2 separate regions of the Mus musculus genome follow, and region 2 is linked to region 1. A link is a contact called in public promoter capture Hi-C data. All regions are on one chromosome and are shown on one strand. Each heading gives the region's core, a stretch centred on a gene start, on an enhancer-like site or on the middle of the called end of the contact. The rest is flanking DNA. Distances are from core to core; before and after follow the strand shown.

Region 1 (3,275 bases), core at 278-2,777:
TTTGGTGTGCTTGGTTTTTGTAAAGACAGGGTCTCAGGTATCTCCTACTGGCTTTGAACTTTTGTAGCCAAGGATGACAATGAATTTTATTGACTGAGTTGCTTAGTTGCTTAGCTTGAGACAGGGTTTCTTTGTGTAGCTCTGGCTGTCCTGGAACTGGCTTCATAGACAGGGTGGGGGTGGGGGTGAGGGGATGGGGGTGGGTGGGTGGGGTGCCTCTGCTTCCTGAGCGCTGGAGCCAAACTTGGGTGTCACCACTGCCTGCCTGGCTGACACTGAATTCTTGATCATCTTACCTGTATCTCCCAAGTGTTGAAATTATACACATGTACCACCAAGCATAGCTTGGGTGCAATCTACACAGGAAGGCCCCAGTGTAGAAATTAAATTCTATATAAAAGTTTCAAGAACACAACATATTTAATGCCAGAAAACAAATCATAATTTTTTTTCTTTTCTTTTTTGAGATAGGGTCTGGTATTCAACCCAGATAAGCCTGGAATTTACTAAGTAGCCCAGGCTAGCTTTTAACTCTTGATACTTCTGCCTCACTCTGCCAAGTAATAGAACTACAGGTGTTTTCTTTTTTTACTAAATCCCAGCCTTTTGTTACTACCAGTTTGTAGACAAGTCAGCAGGTATACAAACATGTTTAGAGTGGCTGAAAAAACAGGGAGAGGATCAAAGTGCATAATCTAGCTGGGTGCTGGCTGTCTTCCTCATCTGTAATTAAAGGGTCTCCAAACTGGTGGATCAGATTTGCAGGGGACAGAGGCCTATCTTTATAGTACAACGAGGGGAACTTCCATGAAAATCTAAGGCTTACTCAAAGGTCAATAGAAAATACGGTGAGTAGCAACACAAGGCCCGCTCTATATGGCTGTTAGGCATGGTGGAGTACAGCAAGCCTCTTTCCCAAACCTTGCACCACTGGTTGGGGAAGAGACAAAAGAAAGGCTCTGGCCTCGCCCTTGCGGAACTTAAAATAAGTCCGACTGGCAAGGCAGGACTTGTAAAATTTAAAAACGCAGTTAAATGGTGGAAAAACTAAACAAAACACCACCTTTGCATAACAATCGCCTATGGGTGTTCTACAGGGCAGCGGTGGAAACTTGAAGAGTTTTTTAAACCTAGAGCCGGAGGGACAAAAAAAAAAACAAAAACCAAAACAAAAAAAAAAAAACCCAAGAAACAACAACAAAAAAAACAACCCGAAAACCAAAAAACTAAACTAAGATGGAAGAAAGGAGGTTGTTCTCGAGTGGAAAATGCCAGGTGAGGACTGAAGGCGGGTGGAGGAGAGCCTCCGCCAGGACACAGAAGGCAGAGCGCCGGTGGAGCGCGGCGGCTCAAGAGCCGGAAAGGCCGGCGGCCACTGCGGCGGGTCCGTTTAACCGAAAGGTGGCTTCTAAGAGCCTCCATTTGCGCGGTCCGGCCCAGCGCGGAGGTCGCGCAGTGGGGGCGGGGCGGGGCCTGCGCGCGCAGCCGCTCTAGCGGGCCTCGCCTCGGCAGGGGGCGGGGCGCCTATATTACGTGCGCGGCGCCGCCCCTGCGAGAGGACGTTGCGTGCTCGCTCGCGCCGGGCGAGTCTCCGCGTCTTGCCTCGCGAACTCGGTGAAAGGAATTGGCGCCGTTCGACACCAGGCGGGTCCGTTCTGCAGCAGCACTCAGCCATCTCCAGCCGCAGCCGCCGCCCGGGCCGACCAGCAGCAGCCGCCGCCGCCACAGGCCGAGGGAGCCAGCAGTCAGCGGGGAACCGGGGCCCTCAACATGAGTTCTTCGCCTGTTAATGTCAAGAAGCTGAAGGTGTCGGAGCTGAAGGAGGAGCTCAAGAAGCGGCGCCTCTCCGACAAGGGCCTCAAGGCCGATCTCATGGATCGACTCCAGGCCGCGCTGGACAACGAGGCAGGAGGCCGCCCCGCCATGGAGCCCGGGAACGGCAGTCTCGACCTAGGTGGCGATGCGGCCGGGCGCTCGGGAGCGGGCCTAGAGCAGGAGGCCGCGGCTGGCGCCGAAGACGACGAGGAGGAGGAGGGCATCGCCGCTCTGGACGGCGACCAGATGGAGCTGGGCGAGGAGAACGGGGCGGCGGGGGCGGCTGACGCCGGCGCGATGGAGGAAGAGGAGGCAGCGTCGGAAGACGAGAACGGCGACGACCAGGGCTTCCAGGAGGGGGAAGACGAGCTCGGCGACGAGGAGGAGGGCGCGGGCGACGAGAACGGTCACGGGGAGCAGCAGTCCCAACCGCCGGCAGCGGCGGCGCAGCAGCAGCCTTCCCAGCAGCGTGGTGCCGGCAAGGAGGCCGCGGGCAAGAGCAGCGGCCCCACCTCGCTCTTCGCGGTGACGGTGGCGCCGCCAGGGGCGAGGCAGGGCCAACAGCAGGCGGGAGGTAAGAAGGCGGAAGGTGGCGGGTGAGTGTTGCGTGATGGGTGCGCGTGGCGGTGGGGACCGTGCCCCAGGCCTGCCGGGGCCCCTCGGGGCGAGCGCCGCGGGAGGGTGGGGGCGGGGGAGCCCCGGGAGGCTCTGCTCGCCATGCCGGCGGCGCCTCCATTATGTATGTCGGGCGCCGGGGTGGGGGGAGCGCTGCAGCTGCCGCGGTGGGGGGGCCGGCCGGGCGGGAGCGCCGGCCGCTGGGGCGCTGCGTGCGCGCGGTCCGGGCACATGTCGGCGGTGGGGGGAGGGGAGAAGCCCGAAGGTCCCGGAGCGGGCGGGCTTTGGCGGCTTAGCGCCGCGGTATTGTGCAAGGAGCGCAGGGGCTCGTGGTGACGTCACTTCCGGCGGCAGGCGCGGGGAGCGGGGCGGAAGCTCAGTACAATGCGGCGGCGGGGCACGCGGGCTCGTGTGGGGGAGGGGAGGTGGGCCCAGGCTTCCCCCCCCCTCGTTTGAGCGCGGCCGGCGCACGTGGGCCCGGGCGGTGTCCCGCTTTTTTTTTTTTTAAACTCTTTTTAAAAAATGCTTTCTGGAAGGTTGCGGTAGGCTGGCAAGTTCAGTCTTCAGACTGCGTCACTGTGTCCAGTCCAAGTCCAGACTTTTTTATTTTCATTTGTCGATTAAAAAAGTCAAAGAATCAGTCAGAAAAAAATAATCAGTAACAGCTCTTGAGGCTCGAAACACAAAAGGTGCTTAACTGCATTATTTAGTTTTCGGCCTGATGCTTTAAGGCGGTGTTCTGTGTCGTTATAGGAGACGGCAAAACAGAACAGAAAGGTGGAGATAAAAAGAGAGGCGTTAAAAGACCGCGAGAAGATCATGGCCGAGGGTATTTTGAGTACATC
Region 2 (3,194 bases), core at 88-2,587, 3.5 Mb before region 1:
TGTGTGTGCAAGTGTATACATGAAGGCCAAAGGTTAGTGTAAGTTGTCTTTCTCCAACTGCGCAACATCTTGCTCTTTGAGACAGGGTGTCTCACAAAATCCTAGCTGTTACCAACTGAGTCCAGGGAGATCTGTTTGTCCCCAGCTACCTCTGTCCCCTTCATTATAGTTACAGCCTTTTGAGAGCACCTTCCTCTTGTTTTAATTTTAGTGCTGAGGGTCTCAAGTGCTCACAAAGTTCTTATTCTTTCAAGGCAGGGTTCTTTATCATCTGAGCTGGCTCTCCAGCCTCACTGGCCTGGTCCTTTTGAAGAAACTATAAACCAAAGTTTACAAGGTTTCCCCGCCTCTGGTCTTTTATTTTGTAAGTGAAAATGCTTATATGTCCTGTGGAGGGAACCCAACGGAACCTTGGCTCTGGGTTTGAGGAGTGAAGGATGTCTTTGGTATTAGTAGAATTTATCTCAAACGACATCCTTCCCATGGTGTTTTCCTGTGTTATTTGCCGCAGGACTCGGAGTAGGATTCGTCTTTAAGAGCTGAAGCTTAAGGGATTTGCCAAACTTTACGTTTAGAGGTTTCTTGATGCACACATCTGTGGTTTAGATTTCCACCCAGGGCAACCCCAACGGCAATGACAAATCAAATCGTGGTGAGCACTCTTTCTTAGGAAGGGCTCCGAGGCACGCACTTACTCACTCGTTTGTAGCTGAGAAGGTGACAGCGCTGTGCACCTGAAGCCACGCTGCGGATGAAAAGACTTATTTCAGCCTTGCATCTGAACCCACAGTGCTTCCGAGGCAGGAAGACACTCAGATGTATTTAATAAGGGATGTTGGAAATACCTTTAAAAACAGCACGGCGAAGTAGGGAGCTTTAACGAACTGCTTTGAACTCTCAACCCGAGAGGAAGGAAACAACCAGTGGTGGCAAGTGTAAGGGGGGGGGGGAGTTTGGGGGCTCCGGCCTGGGCCTGCTGGGGTCGGGTCCAGGCGGGACGCGAAGCCCGCGGGCTTCGGCCGTGGCCGGACTAAGCGCGCGGCCCGCTGGCTCCCGAGGTTACACACGGACCGAGAGCCGGGTGACAGCAGCGGACGCTTTTGCCTGGCGTCGCGCGAGCTTCACCCTCCTCCCAGACCGCCGGCCTAGATCGCTCCGCAGGAGGGCGCGAGCCAAAGCGCGGCTTGGTGCCTGGGCTGCGGAGATAAACCGGGTGGGGACGCCGGACGCTCACGAGCGGGCGGGCTGGACGCGCCACTGGCCCTCGACCAATCGCCAGCGCCGGCGATGATTCAAAAGGTCGAGGGACCAATGGGGAGCTCAGGGCAGCCTCGCTAGGGGCGGGACCTCGGGGGCGCGAGAGCGCGGCCGGCTGTGTCGCGCGCGGAGTCGCCGCTGGCTGCTGGTGACTGTCCTGGAGTGGCTGGAGTTCCCGCCGGAGCGCGGCCAGGTGAGCGTCGGCGCGGGACTCCGCCGCGTGTGGAGAGCGGGTTCCCCGGGGCGGCCGGCGAGGCTGGGGCCGCGCGGGCCGGAAGTCGAGCGCGGGTTTCGGATGGCGGACAACCCCCGATCCCCGTCTCGGACGCGCGCGTTGGGTGCCCCGGCCGGGCCGGGCTGGGCTGTGCTCGCCGCGGCTTCCCGGCCCTCGGAAAGCGGGCGGCCTTCGGAGGAGGGGTTAACCGCCTCTGGCTCCTGCCAGGGCGCCGTCCCGCCTATCCGGGCCTCCTGAGTGCTTCTGCGCGGTGACAGCGGACCTCGCGCCTCCAGCAGCTTCGAGGGCCACTCAGTGCGCGCTGGGGTGCGGAGGGCCTGCTCCGGGGCACTTCGGCGATGGCGGGCTGGCCTGGCGTTGCGCCCGCCCGCCCTGTGTAGCGCACTTGGTGTGCTAGGGCCGTGGCTCAGGTGCAGGAGCAGGACTAGATCTGGGGCTACAAAGTAGCAGCTGCTCTGAGGGTTAGAAGATGGGGCTACAGAGAAGCGCGGGATGGAGGACCTAATACGGACAGAGAGGGTGATGATGAGCGTTGACTGGGGAGTTGGGGCGGGAGTGAGTAAGGACTGTTAAGATTAGCGTGCTTTTGGGTATTAAGGGAAAAGGCCACTCTGCCAGGACAGCCAGCTTTCTCCTGCACGGCTCTGAAGGGGCACAGACCCTGCGAACGCCTTCCTGTTTGCGTTTTGCCTAGCAGGCCTGTGCCGGCTCAGGTGTTAAAGGGTAGCTGTGAGCCACCATTTGAGCTTTTTCTTTCTGCCACATTAAGTGAATTTGGGAGAGGGGGGGAAACGATTAAAGATCTTAGTAACGCACCGGAGCATCGTAGAAAGAAATCGGCCACACTGATACATAGTGTTATATTGTACCATAATATGTGAGGCGTTCAGTGCCAAATGACCCTCGGGTTAGCAAGAATCTGGGTTGACAGGAAAAAAGCCTGAGGATTCTTGAATTTCTGCGGTATGTGGTTGAGGGTACAGTTTAGCGAGTGACTTTTCTTTGCAAACAACCTGTTTGTTTAGGGAAGCCTGTGTGCGTCTCTTATGCGTTACTTGGGTGCATAAGAATACACGGGAGTCTGGAGCCTCCTTGTCCTATCCAGTATAATTATCTCCTGTTGGGCAATATTTTGGGATGTGTTATGTAGTTTCCACTGACTGTGTGGATCTTGTGCAAAGTGGCATTCATATCTTGTTGGCAGCCCATTTTTTTTTTTTTTTTTTTGTCTCCTAAGACAAGGTCGTTCTCCACATGCTATATAAAATATCACCATCAGTGTCAGTTCATGGTTTGTGTTGTTGTTGTTGTTTGTTTTTTTGAGACAAGATCTCTGCACAGCCTTTATTGTCCTGGAACACAGTGCAGGCTAGGCAGACCTTCAACATACAGAGGTCTGTTTTCCTCTGCCTCCCAAAGAATGGGATTAAAGCCACCATGCCCTGCTAGTCTCAGTTCTTTTCCTCCCTTTTTTTCTGGGGATCAAATTTTATATTACACATTATAGGCATATTTTTGAAAAATTGAGGCTCAAATATCTACTGGGTGCCTTGATTATGTATTACCTACTATTTAATAAGTAATAGAATTTTTTTTTTTTTAAACTTTGACTTGTGTTCTTTGTTGGACTCATAGTTAATGTGGTGTCTTCAAGATGCAGTAGAGAAACAGCAGTGAGTCTAGGGCCATACCATTCTAATCC

What was found. Capture Hi-C pulls out chosen DNA fragments and counts their contacts.
Region 2: a promoter capture Hi-C map of liver shows a contact between it and region 1, with 2.6 times the contacts expected there. The contact joins the promoter of Lbr here to the promoter of Hnrnpu in region 1. A contact is called at or near these places in 2 of 9 other capture datasets (adipose tissue and liver).

What each region holds. Positions count from the first base shown.
Region 1 is chr1:178,336,067-178,339,341 of GRCm38.p6, reverse strand. Hnrnpu (heterogeneous nuclear ribonucleoprotein U) reads left to right here and starts at 1,527. Exons shown (of 14, transcript NM_016805.3): 1 at 1,527-2,389; 2 at 3,184-3,275. The coding sequence starts at 1,771.
Region 2 is chr1:181,840,544-181,843,737 of GRCm38.p6, reverse strand. Lbr (lamin B receptor) reads left to right here and starts at 1,337. Exons shown (of 14, transcript NM_133815.2): 1 at 1,337-1,450.